Linked DNA regions of Pan troglodytes: regions 2 and 3 are each linked to region 1. The links are chromatin contacts, called in public HiChIP or PLAC-seq maps. All regions are on one chromosome and are shown on one strand. The core of a region is the stretch at or near the end of the contact, and the rest is flanking DNA. Distances in the headings are between cores, read along the strand shown. Region 1 holds the start of ZNRF2 (zinc and ring finger 2). Region 2 holds the start of GGCT (gamma-glutamylcyclotransferase). Region 3 overlaps LOC134810422 (a long non-coding RNA gene).

Region 1 (4,373 bases), core at 876-3,375:
GTGCCTGTATCCCAGCTACTCTGGAGGCTGAGGCAGGAGAATTGCTTGAACCTGGGAGGCAGAGGTTGCAGTGAGCCCAGATCGCACCACTGCACTCCAGCCTGGTGACAGAGCGAGACTCTGTCTCAAATAAATAAATAAATAAATAAGCGACACATTTTCAACGAAGTTAGAACTGTTTGGTTGACAATAACACACATTGACAGCTTCATGCTGGTGACTGGAGAGAGATGAGAGGGGTGAGGAGAGAGGAAAGAGGGCCAAGGAAAGAACATAGAAGGCCAGCATTTTATCTCCAGAACCTTCGTGGGGAAAGAAACAAGGCTCACCAGAGAGGAGGTGGAAAGGGCACCCACCACAAGCGAAATGTCAAGGAGAATAAGAACATGATAAGTTAATGAGTGACATTCAAGAAAGAATCGTTTTAGTACAACTGGTGAGGATATATGTATTCACTCACTCATTCATTCATTCATTCACAAAACATTTATTGTACCATCGCAAGACCAGACACTGTGTTAAACACTGGAGGTACAGACATGAAGTTTATCATGGAGCCAATTGTGTAGTGACAAGCAAGATATCTAATAATAATAATAACATGATCAGAGCTATGAAGGAGGTATTGTATAGCACTGAGTGGGAACACTGAAGTCAGTCTGTGATGCTGGGATGGGGGAGGAGGTGGCAGGAAACATCTATAAGGAGAGGGCACTTAACCAAAATGATGACCATATCTTAACATGATACTGCATATAAAGCACTGAGTACCTTTGTTTTTCCATGTATATATGTGTGTTTGTGTACATAGATACACAATACATGTCTTTATATGTATACATATATTCTCCATTTGTTTAAAAACTTGATTCCCATACCCTAAGAGTGATGAAAATCATTATATAAATGACTTATTGCAAATAGTGAAAAGATGACAAAGTATTTCTGCAGTTTTATAAAACACCACTTGCTATTATTTTCAAGTAGAGACTAGACATTTTCATAATGGGAGTCTCAGAGCAGGCTGTTCCCTGGGTATCCAGACCCTGCTCTGCCGTGAAGAGACCACACCGACACTGAGGAAGGCACTGAGGAGAATTTTATTACATTTTAGAGAAGTTATAGGATTTTAAAGAGGCAGGTGCCCTAGGATTTAACACAAACAGTTCAGGTAAGAAACCTAAAGTCGGCCTGGTGCGGTAGCTCACGCCTGTAATCCCAGCACTTTGGAAGGCCGAGGCAGGTGGATCACTTGAGGACAGGAGTTCAAGACTAGCCTGGCCAACATGGTGAAAGACCGTCTCTACTAAAAATACAAAAATTAGCCAGGCGTGGTGGCACGTGCCTGTAATCCCAGCTACTCTGGAGGATGAGGCAGGAGAATCGCTCGAACTCGGGAGGCGGAGGTTGCAGTGAGCCGAGATCACACCATTGCACTCCAGCCTGGGTGACTGAGCGAGACTCCGTCTCAAAAACAAAAACAAAAATAAACCTAAAGTCCAAAAAAGTAAAATAATTTGCTCACTACAGATAATTTAGTTTGGTGTTGGGCCTAGATTCTAGTTTTTGTGAGTCAGGTGCAGCGTTCCTGGCACCACAGTATTTGCCCTACCACAGAGGGTCAACCTGGATTATCCCGAGTTCTTCCAACTCTGCGCTTCCTCCCAGGTTGGTGTTTCATGAGTAAGTCTGAGATCAAGCTGGCTTTTGAGCTTCTGTTTTTTTTAAATCAGTGTGTAACACCAACACCCACCGAAACCAAACGGCTCTGGGCAGAGGACACAGCCATTCACGCCCCCTGCCAGGAAAAGCTGCAGCTGACACAGGCTCCTACAGCGTCGGCGGGCCACGTGCGGGAGGAGGGGCCGCCTTCTGGTTGGCGCCCGGTGTCCGTTCCTCCTATCGGCGTAGGCCCCGCGAGGAAGACAAGGGCGCGCCCTGGCTGGGAGGGCGTGGCCAGAGACCTGTCCATCACCGAGTCCACGAGTGGCAGCACCTACCACACCGCAGTACCTTGGCGAGGCGGAGCAGGGGCGGGCAGGTCGCGGAAGGGGGAGGCGGAGCAAGGCCGGCGGGAGCCAATCGGCCTGGCGGCACGAGGGGGCGGGGTCAACGCGCGCGACCCAAACACACGGGCCGGGCGCACCCTGCAGCCGAGCCGCTCCGCGGCCTTCCGGCGCGAGGGCCGGGGAACCTCCTCCCCTCCTGGGCACCCCCCGCCTTCGCGGCCCAGATCCTCCCGCCAGCCCGGCCCCTCCTTCGCAGGGGGAGCGAGGCGACGGTTGCCGGGAAGCGCGCGCCACCTCTCCCTCCCATTCTTCGTCCTCCCCTCGCGCGCCACCCGTTTTTCCTCTTTCTCCGTTAATAACAGCTGGGTGGCTGGGGGAGGAGGGAAGGTGGCCCCGGCGGAGTCTGGGCGGGCGCCTCCCACTCAGCCGCCAGCCGCCGTGGGAGCCGGAGGATGGCGGCGGTAGCAGCGGCCGCCCGAGAGGAGGCGGTGCCGAGATCGGGGGCGCCGAGCGCGGCAGCAGAGAGCGGTAGCGGCCCGTCGTGGCGCACCAGAACCGAAACCAGCGGCAGCCGCACGGCCACTTGAGCCGCCCCTTCCTGCTGGAGCCAGCGAGGGGTGCCTGCAGCCGGGACCCCTTCCTCTCCGCGTCTCCTCGTCTCCCGCGTCCGCGTCAGGCCGTCGGCCTCGCCCGCCGCCCCAAGAAGAGCGCGCCGGGCGCCGACTGCCCCTCTGGACGCCGGGCGGCGGCCCTGGACGTGCGGGGGCCTCTCTGGGCCGGCCGCGGCGCCTGGGCCCTGCCCTCTAGCTCCCGCGCTCGCTCCCGCCCTCCCGGCTCTCGGGGCGCAGCGCGCGGGCCCGGCCCGGGGCAGGGCGGACATGGGCGCCAAGCAGAGCGGCCCGGCCGCCGCTAACGGCCGCACGCGCGCGTACTCGGGCTCGGATCTGCCTTCCAGTAGCAGCGGAGGCGCCAATGGGACCGCGGGCGGCGGCGGGGGCGCTCGGGCCGCCGCCGCGGGGAGGTTCCCGGCTCAGGTGCCCAGCGCGCACCAGCCCAGCGCCTCCGGCGGCGCCGCGGCGGCCCCGGCGGCCCCGCGCAGCCGCTCCCTCGGCGGGGCCGTGGGGAGCGTGGCGTCGGGGGCCCGCGCGGCACAGTCCCCCTTCAGCATCCCGAACAGCAGCAGCGGCCCGTACGGCTCGCAGGACTCGGTGCACAGCAGCCCTGAGGACGGCGGCGGCGGCCGGGACCGGCCGGTGGGCGGGAGCCCCGGCGGGCCGCGCCTGGTGATCGGCTCCTTACCAGCTCACCTCTCGCCGCACATGTTTGGAGGTACGGACCCCTCTCCACGCGCCCGCGCTCGGTCCTCCCGCGGCTGCACGTGGGCCGTGGCCGCCGGCTATTTTTACCCTTCTCCTTTTCTCCTTCTGCCGGGGCGCCGGGGGCTGCCTCCCGGACCATCCCGCGTCGGTCTCCATCCTGGGAAGAAACCCGGCGCTTAACACCGTCGGTGCCGCTACCGCATAGACGCGTGGTTTTGTTTTTAAACGTCCTGAGCACCCTCACCTCAGCGGCTGCCCAGTAGAGAAAGTCTATTTTCCAGTGAGATGACTGGAGCAAATGTTGTTTTACAACAAACCGACGAAACAGCCCTTGTGGTTGTGGTTTTTAGTACCAGGAAGTCAGGAGGAGACCCGTTGCTAAATGTAGTTCTATCTGGGGACTCGAGTGGGGAACAGTTTTTAAAGGCCAAAAGTCAAAGCGTCTCAAATGAACACTGAGTTACCATGTTTGGACCGACTTTTAGTATAAAGCTGTAATCCTGAAATCTGTGTCAGTAGTCCCAGTTACTATGTCATTTTAATTGGATGAATGCGTTAATGAAAAGTTTGTTTTTAAACCTCACTAAACTGCTACTTAAGATCACAGTTAATGTGAGTCCTGCTTAATTTGGAAAGCATTTAAAAAATGGAAAAGTTTCCTAAGGAAGTAAAAATTTTGCACATCTGTCTTCAAGGTACAATAATTGGCTAGGTTCTTTTGAAGAGCAGTGTTGACTAGAGTTAAGGAAAAGTCAGTTGTGAAAAATGGACATTTTTAATAGCAAAGTGATGTGCTTTACTACAGAAACAGGAGGAAGTGTGCGTTGTCCTGGGGAAAATGAATCCTACTTCTTCAGTTATGTTTTATGCTGATCTACTTTATTGCAAAACGCTAATAGTAAATGAATCAAGACCACCTCCCCTCTCCCCTTTATGAAAATAAATAGAAGTATAGAAGATAATGCATTCCCATTTCATCGCATTATGTATCTGGTATTAGAAAAATTAGCAACTGAGCACAGATGAGCAGCGAAAACACCATCCC
Region 2 (4,194 bases), core at 1,457-3,956, 210 kb after region 1:
AACCCTTTGGATGCAAGAACTTTTTTGCTTACCTGTGGTGGCGGACATCACGAAAGTTATGCATGGGCCTTTTTTTTGTTTTTGTTTTTGTTTTAGCTCATCAGCTATCATTAGTTTTAGTGTATTTTATGTGTGGCCCAAGACAATTTTTCTTCTTCCAGTGTGGCCCAAGGAAGCCAAAAGGTTGGACACCCATGGTCTAGGCCATTTTCTCTATTCATTCGGCAATTTGCTCAAGACATTCTCATCCCCTCCAATGGCTTCAAATATTCTGATCATCTTTAAACCCAGACCAGATCTCTCTTCTGAGCTTCAGAAGTGCTTAGAACAGGGCCTAGCACACAGTAAGTACTTAATAAATGTTTGCTAATATTATTCTGTTCACTTGACTGTTTAGCAAGCATTTCAAATTCAAAACGTTCAAACTGAACTTAAAATTTTCTCCTCCCAAACCGGATTTTCCTCTTTTCTCTGCAAACATCACCTGCATCTACCTGGTGCCAAAAACCTGAGTCATCTTTGATATTCTCTTCACACTCAATCACTATGCTTTAACAATGTTATCTCCAAATTAGTTCTCAAATCCATCCACCCTGCCCTGCCACCACCCTAGTTCAAGATGCCATTCATTATCTTTGGCATAAATTGCTGCAAAAACTTCTTGAACTCTCCACATCCACTCTTCCCTCCTTCAAATCTATTTTCCATGTGACCAGAATGGGCTTTTGGAGATAGAAATCTGATCTTTCATGTGCTTTAGTTCTGCAGTGTGTCTTATTTGGCTTCTGTGGTCCTGGAAGATGTGGCCCTTCCACATATCTCCAGTCTTCATGCCACATTCCCCTTACTAAACTCCAGCCACGCTGACTGAAAGATCCAGCTTCCTCTTTCTTCAGGTCCTTTGCAGAAGATGCTGTTCCCTGTTTTGTGTGCTCCCCACCTCTACAATCATTCAGGTCTCAACTTAAAAGTCACATTTTCAGGCAGGGCTTTCCTGAGCATCCTGGTTAGGTCAGGTACCCTGGTCATACGCCCCATTGCACTTTGCATGCCTCCTTTTTAAGATGGACCATATACCTGTAACTGAATAATCCCTTGTTTAATATCTCTTCCCCTTGCCCTGACTGTAAGCATTTGGACTCCCTTCCTACAGTTGGGAAATTCCCTACCTTACGAGTTTGGGAATAGGGAGTATCAGAGCCTGACTCCCATTTTTGAGGCTTCAAAGGCCAGAAGCTGGTTCTCTCAGTTTTGCTTAAAATCATGGCATGGGTACGTGGCCAAAACTTAGCCAATCAGGACATTCTGGGGCTTTCAATTAGAAGCTAGTGCCCAAGACAGCAGGGACTCCAGAGAGGCTGACACATTTGGGTTTCAGGAACTGCAGGGATGTACAGAGGCAGGCAGTGTCCAGGGCACGGGGTGGTGGTGGTGGACAATACAGCATCCACGTTTACCAAGTTCAGCAGTGGCGCGGAAGAGGCTCCGTGGGCTGGTTCTGTTGTGTGATGCCCACTGCATTACAGTTGCTGTGCCTCCCTTTATGCTTGTCCGTTTTGTCAGCTTTGTACTCCTGCCTTCCTGGTCATTCTGTGAGCTCTCCAATAGCCTTTCAACACATTCTTTTTTTTTTTTTTTTTTTTTTTTTCTGCTTAAATCAGCCAGTTTCTGTTGCTTGCAACTAAGAACTCTGACGATGTTAGCAGAGATCATGTTTGTCTCATTCGACGCTGTCAAAAAGGTTTTGAACATAATCTATTGTACCTCTGTCCTACAGACTGAGAGTTCCTCAAAACAGTCACTTTACTCAATCATGTTTATACCCTTAGTGTTACGTGCCGGAAGAATATGTACTAAATGAATGAATGGACTGGGCTGAAGAGCAATAATTTACCAACACTGGTTATAGTTCATCCAGCCCCTTGACCTAACTGAACACAGCATTATTACAAATAAGACATGGTCCCAGCTTTCAGGACCTCTCAGATGAGGAGCGAAAGGCAGGTAAACGGATTTTCACAATGCCAGGTGAGAAGTGCTGTAACAAAGGTATGTACAGAACAGAAGGCAACCAATTCCCAGACTCGGGTCAGAGAAGACTCCCCAGAAGTACCAACTGTATGCAATCTGTTAAGTTAGTGGACGAGAGGCCAAATCGGTGCAGACCGAGCAGCCGGTGCAAAGGCCAGGAGGGGGAAAGCTCCAGGCAGCCCGAGAGGGCACCGTGGCCGGGGCAGGGCCGGGCAGTGGGCGCAGCGGAGGAGGTGGACCCACCCAGGAGGCGGAAGCCGCGTCCTAGTACCCTCATCAAGAAGAACTGCATTCCTGGCCCGATCGGCCACGTGTGCCCCCGAGGAAGCGCCTTCTGGGCATCCCGGCCCCGGCGTGGGTAGCGCGGGCGGGGGCACTCACCTGCAGGCGGGCCACACAGAAGAACGCCGCCGAGGGGTTTCGGAGGTGGATCCTCTCTGTCAGCAGGTTGCTGCCGTAGGCAAAGTACAGAAAACTCTCCTCATCTGGACCCGTGACGTCCTTGCAGCCCGAGTTGGCCATATCCCACTACGCCCCCTGCACTGGAGCCTGGAGCAGAGCTGTAACGAACGGCCAGAGAGCGCAACACTGGGGCCCACTACCCCGGCGCAGTGACCGCCGCGCCGCAGCCTCAGGGTTACCGGACTGGCGGGAAGCGTGGGCCGGTCGAGTCAGGAGCGAGAGCTCTCCTGATTGGCTGCCGGTCCCCACCGACCTGAGTCGCCCCCTTTGATTGGCCATCCCCACGGCCTTCTCTCCGCCTTCCGCCGAGACTCAGAAATAGTCTGTCCTGAAGCAATCCGGCGCTGGCTCCTCATTGGACACGACCTACTGATGTCCCGCCCCTCCTTGCTCAAGGCTTCCTCTGATTGAGGGGTGGACAGGCACTCCTCACAGGCGGGTCGGGTCCCATGGACACTGGCTGAAGGTCGTGGCGGGTGACTGGTTTCTCCGCTCTGGGGTGCGCGTGTGTGGTTCTTTGGTACTTTCTGCGCCTTAGGAAGTTCTGGTCAGATCTAAGGCGAAACAGCGGCCCTGGCCACTCCATCAACGGCTCCCTCATCCGGCAGCTTGCCCGGTCATGCCTTCCTGGCCTAGAGGAGTCGGGCAGGACGGGTCCGTTCACCCTTTCTGCTGGTTCCGGCACCCCCAGCCCTGGTCATCAACCTGTCCCCTTTCCACAGACCCGTCGCCTCCTGGAGCGGCCCCTCTGAATGCTTGGGACTCCCTTCCCTGTTACATGGAAGTTACATGCCTGGGCTTAAATCCCGACGCTGCCATTTACTAGCCAAGTAACTTTGGGCACCTCTGGTCTCCGTTTCCTCTTTTTAAAAATCGGGATCATAATATAAGTTAGGGTCACAGTAGAAACCCCTATATTGTGTTTTGGTTCCCCCCTCCCACACACACACACATCCTGAGTGTATTTTTTAAAACCTATATTGTTAACTTTTGAATGAAAATAAGGGCATAGGAGCATTGTCTATCCTTGACACCCAGTTATTAATCTCTAAATACCACCCCCCACTAAAAGGTATCAACTGATCCTTCGAGAAATGACTGATGCCAGGTCAGGAGCTAGGAGTGAATGAGGACAACTTGGAACATCTTGTGTCAGAAGCTCAGGACGCCTCTCAAGACGAACGAGGTCCTTCTAAAAGGACATGGGAACCAGCCTGAAGTTGCCCACTGGCCAAAATTAGAACAATTTGAGAATCAAAAATAACAATGACTGCAAACTGAAAAATGATTGGAAACTTTAAACATAAAAAAGCCATTCCCCCCAAAGAGTAATCCAAAAAAAAAAAAAAAAAACACTAACTTCATTTGCCACACTATTGGTGGTGACTATTACACCAACTTTACTCTGCAAAGTGATAATTTAAGAAAACAAACAGGTATTCCGCCATTCTAGTAGCAGCTGTATTTCGGGGTAACTGGAATACAGCTGATGATGAGCACCAGTTGATGAGGAAACAGTTCTCTTTACAAAAGTATGCCAACTAAGTAATCCTAAATGAATAATGGAATTTTATAATTGATTCATGCCAGGATCATCAATGATATCATTTGGTGAAAAGGTGATAGGGAACAGGATATTCACTTGATGCCAAATTACTCCCTGGGGATTACTGCTGGTTGCAATTTATTTATTTTATTTTT
Region 3 (4,038 bases), core at 164-2,663, 250 kb after region 1:
AAATCTCATGAGAACTCACTCACTATCACAAGAATAACCTCCATGATCCAATCATCTCCCACCAGGTCCCTCCCTTGACTTGGGATTACAATTTGAGATGAGATTTGGGTGGGGACCCAGAGCCAAACCGTATCACCCATTAAACAATAACTTCCCATTCTCCCCTTCCTCCAGCTCCTGAAAACCTCCATTCTACTTTCTGTCTTTATGGATTGACTATTCATGGTACATTGTATAAGTGGCACCATATAATATTTGCCCTTTTGAGTCTGGCTTATTTCATTTTGCATAATGTCTTCAAGGTTTATCCATGGGGTAGCATGTATCAGAATTTCATTCCATTTTATGGCAGAATAACATTTCATTTTGTTTATCCATTCACCTGTTTCTGTAACCTTTAGACTTCTTTTTATCCCTTAGTGGCTAACCCTCTATTATTAGTTCATGATTATTTATATTACACTTTCCCTGTTGACATTGTATAGCTCCTCTCTCCTGCCTGATACATCTGTCTTAGGAAACTGCCTTTCCATCCTTGTGACTGATGGGGCCAATCATGGAACCTCATTTCCCTCACCATATATTGTATTGGCCCATCACTCTGATAATAGTGCTGTGTCCCAGGGTAGGTACACAACCAACCAAAAGCAATCCCATGCCTTCCCCAGGATGGAGAGATGAGTACTGGGAAAAGGCTTTTCACTGGGATTGCCACACTGGGGTTCTTGAGGCCACATTCTTAGATACGTAGAGGGGCTCATCTTGTGGTAGGAGAAATTGAGGCCAACAGGCAAAGAGCAATGCAAATGAAAGTGAAAAATGGAGAGGTTTCTCATATACCTGGAGAAAGTGCAGCACGAGAAGAAGGTTAAAATTTAAGGAAGTGAGAGCACAAATAAGAGAGTGAGAAAGAGCAGCTGGATGTACAGAGGACACATCAGAGATAGCGGATCATGATACCATGAAAATCAGACTGTCAAGGGAGCATTTTCTAAAAGAAGGGATCAGTAAAAGTAGGCTGGAAAATGCCACTGGCTTGGGCACTAGGTTGTGGTTGACCTTGGTGACAGCAGAGGCAGCAGAGGCCCGGCATGGCCTGGCCTCAGTGCCTCTCCATGGCCATCTCCGGCACCCTGGAGATGCCATCCTCTGGCCATACTTGCCATTTCACGGAGCTGCCACAGCTCTCAAGCTTCTCCATTTTCCTTGACCCATCCCAGTTTGTCAGCTCAACCTTAGGTCTCCAGGTCAGTTTCTCCCAAAGAGGAGGAGATGCTCCCCAGCCCTTTGTGTGTCCCTTCCTTTGATGACGTGTGATTACACTGTTTACTGTGCACGTCTGCCTCCTCCTCCAGTCTATGAGCTCCTTAAAAACAAGGACTTAGCCTTTTGCATCTTTGTATTCCAAGCACTCAGCCCAGGGCCTGGCTCTGAAATGAGCTCAGTGCATATTAATGGATCAATGCCTGGAGGGACACACCCGCTGATCTGATCCTTTTTTAGAAAAACACGATCTGGTTGCCATGGCGCTGAAAGAGCGCTTTCTATACCTGCTGTTTTCAGGATGAGCAAATCACTTTCAGCTGACCACACTGTGGCATCTGGCCAGCAGGATCTGCAGAATCCAGCAGGATGGATGCCGAGCCAACCCTGAGATGGAAGAGACACCTTTCCTCCTTCCGAGCAGGTAAACTATTGAGTAACATCAAAGAATTTCATTTTTTCTACCCCTGGAAGATTTAAAGGGCTCCTCTTTCGTCAATATCCCCCTAGCTCTCCTGCCAGTTTTCTCTCACCTCCTGTACAGTTTTTCTGTCTCCTTATCTGCTGCTACTCTAAGATAGGGCTTTAGCCTATAGGCCAAATCTGGCCCACCACCTGTTTTTGCAAATAAAGTTTTATGGGAAGACAGCCATACCCATTTGTTTACATATTGTCTATGGCTGCTTATACTCTACAATGGTAGAGCTGTGGCAGAGATTGCATGCCTGCAAAACTGAACATATTTACTATCTGGCCCCTTGCAAAAAATAAAAAGTTTTCTGACGGTATACTAGAGAATGAGCTTCAGCTGATAAGAGATGATAAGGAAATAGTGCAACTCAAAAATGGGACAAGGGAAATAGAAAGAGAAAAACGGAATATGCCCCTAGATTGTTGTATGAGCAATGGATGGGAGATGAAGAATACTATAGTATTTATAAACCAGATAGTAAAAGCTTAAACACGAAAATAAGAGTAAGAGCCAAGGGAGGCTGAGGTGAGAGGATTGCTTGTGCGCTGGATCGCCTGACTGAGACCAGCCTGGGCAACACAGGGAGACACCATTTCTACAAAAAATACAAAAAAATTAGTTTGTTGTGGTGGCACATGCCTGTAGTCCCAGCTACTCAGGTGGCTGAGGTGGGAGGACTTACTGAGCCCAGGAGGCCAAGGCTTTGATGAGCCAGGATCATGCCATTATACTCCAGCCTGGGCAAAGAGCAAGACCCTGTCTTAAAAAAAAAAAATTAAAAGCATTTAAAAAAGTGTACATATAAAATAACCACTGGAATAAAATTACAAACCTTTATAAATACAATTTTTAAAGTAAAAAAATAACATTGCATGGGGAAACATAGCAGATACAGTACATGATCAATATAAAGTAATGTGGCAGAATGGAGACCAAATATATCAGTTGTATCAGTAAATATGAGAGGACTCATAAAAAGAAAACATTTTTAATTTGACTCATCCTCATCAGCCTTCTTGGCTAGAACTCCCCATTCTCTCTTGAACCCATCCAATCAGGCTCCAGTTCTCACCACCCCCACAGAAACAACTCTTGTCAAGATAACCAATGGCTTTCAAAGTTTCTATTGCTCTCTTCCCAGTCCTTATTTTTCCAAGTCTCGCAGCAGCAGTTGACAAAGGTGATCCTGCTCTCCCCATCAAAAACTGTTTCTTTACTAATTTCTAGGATAGCACCTCTCCTGGTACAGGGGAAGGAAGGAAGACTTCCTTCCCAGAGACTTCTCAGAGTTTTTTACTGGATCCTTCTCCTCTTCCTGATCTAATCGAAGGTTGGATTCTCCCAGGTCTCCTTCCATGGACCTCTTCTCTTTCCTCTCTTCACTTTTTCTCATAGTATCTTCCATCATTCCCTTGGCTTTCATGGACAGGGTGATGATCTCCAGATTTGTTTCCCAGACCCTGAGGTCTTCCCTGAGCTTTAGACTCACAGACCCAACTGTCTACTCAGCTTGGCATCAGCATCCATCCTGCTGGATTCTGCAGATCCTGCTGCCCAGATGCCACAGTGTGGTCTGTTTGGGTACAGACTAGACATCTCAAACCTAATGTATTCGAAGCTAAATTACTGATTTGTCATTCCTGGTTTGTTTCCTCTACAGTCTTCCCCATCTCAGGAAGCAGCAGCACCATTCACCTCGTTGCTTGGTTGAACAGAGGGAGTCTTCCTTGACCCCTCTCTCTCAGATAATTTCTCAGTAAGTCCTGTTGGCTCTGGCCTGGCACAGTGGCTCAGGCCTGTAATTCCAATGCTTTGGAAGGCCAGGGCAGGCAGATGGCTTGAGCCCAGAAGTTCAAGACTAGCCTGGGTAACATGGTGAGACCCATATCTCCATAAATACAAAAATTAGCTGGGCTTGGTGGCGTGCACCTGTAGTCCCAGCTGCTTGGGAGGCTGAGAGGTGGGAGGATACCTTGATCCAGGAGGTCAAGGCTGCAGTGAGCCATGATTGCACCAGTGCACTACAGCCTGGGCAACAAGCGAGACCCAGTCTAAAAACAAAAAGTCCTGTTAGCTCTAACTTGATCACTCTTTAATCTGCCCCACCAAGATCTCTGAGGGCCGAGCCACCCTCCTGTCTGGTCTGGGCTACTCCTGTAGCCTCCTAACTGGCTGCCCCTCACCTCTACTTCTGCCCCCTGCTTTTTTCCTCCACACTTCAGCCAACAGGATGATTCTAAAATGCGGGTCAGATCACACCACCCCTCCTCAAAACCCTCCAACTGCTTCCCATCCACACTTAC

What was found. HiChIP or PLAC-seq counts read pairs in DNA pulled down with a chosen protein or histone mark.
Region 2: an H3K4me3 HiChIP or PLAC-seq map of stem cell-derived excitatory neurons shows a contact between it and region 1, with 6 times the contacts expected there. The contact joins the promoter of GGCT here to the promoter of ZNRF2 in region 1. A contact is called at or near these places in 1 of 7 Hi-C or Micro-C datasets (stem cell-derived neural progenitor cells) and 1 of 1 datasets of contacts at active chromatin or transcription factors (stem cell-derived excitatory neurons).
Region 3: a contact with region 1 is called in an H3K4me3 HiChIP or PLAC-seq map of stem cell-derived excitatory neurons, with 9 times the contacts expected there. The contact joins the enhancer-like site here to the promoter of ZNRF2 in region 1. A contact is called at or near these places in 4 of 7 Hi-C or Micro-C datasets (blood, induced pluripotent stem cells and stem cell-derived neural progenitor cells), 1 of 1 datasets of contacts at active chromatin or transcription factors (stem cell-derived excitatory neurons) and 1 of 1 other capture datasets (stem cell-derived neural stem cells).

What each region holds. Positions count from the first base shown.
Region 1 is chr6:36,076,676-36,081,048 of NHGRI_mPanTro3-v2.0_pri, forward strand. It overlaps ZNRF2 (zinc and ring finger 2), which reads left to right and starts at 2,126. Exons shown (of 5, transcript XM_003318233.5): 1 at 2,126-3,338. The coding sequence starts at 2,888.
Region 2 is chr6:36,287,248-36,291,441 of NHGRI_mPanTro3-v2.0_pri, forward strand. GGCT (gamma-glutamylcyclotransferase) reads right to left here and starts at 2,707. Exons shown (of 4, transcript XM_519024.8): 1 at 2,413-2,707. The coding sequence starts at 2,553.
Region 3 is chr6:36,326,773-36,330,810 of NHGRI_mPanTro3-v2.0_pri, forward strand. All of the region lies in intron 5 of LOC134810422 (a long non-coding RNA gene), which reads right to left. Among named protein-coding and RNA genes, the nearest start is that of GARS1, 35 kb to the right of the region's middle. Within about 2 kb of position 1,414, at least 9 of the 24 cell types and tissues checked have an H3K27ac peak or open chromatin away from gene starts, as enhancers often do. A contact at or near this core is called in stem cell-derived excitatory neurons, stem cell-derived neural progenitor cells and stem cell-derived neural stem cells, where this site is marked.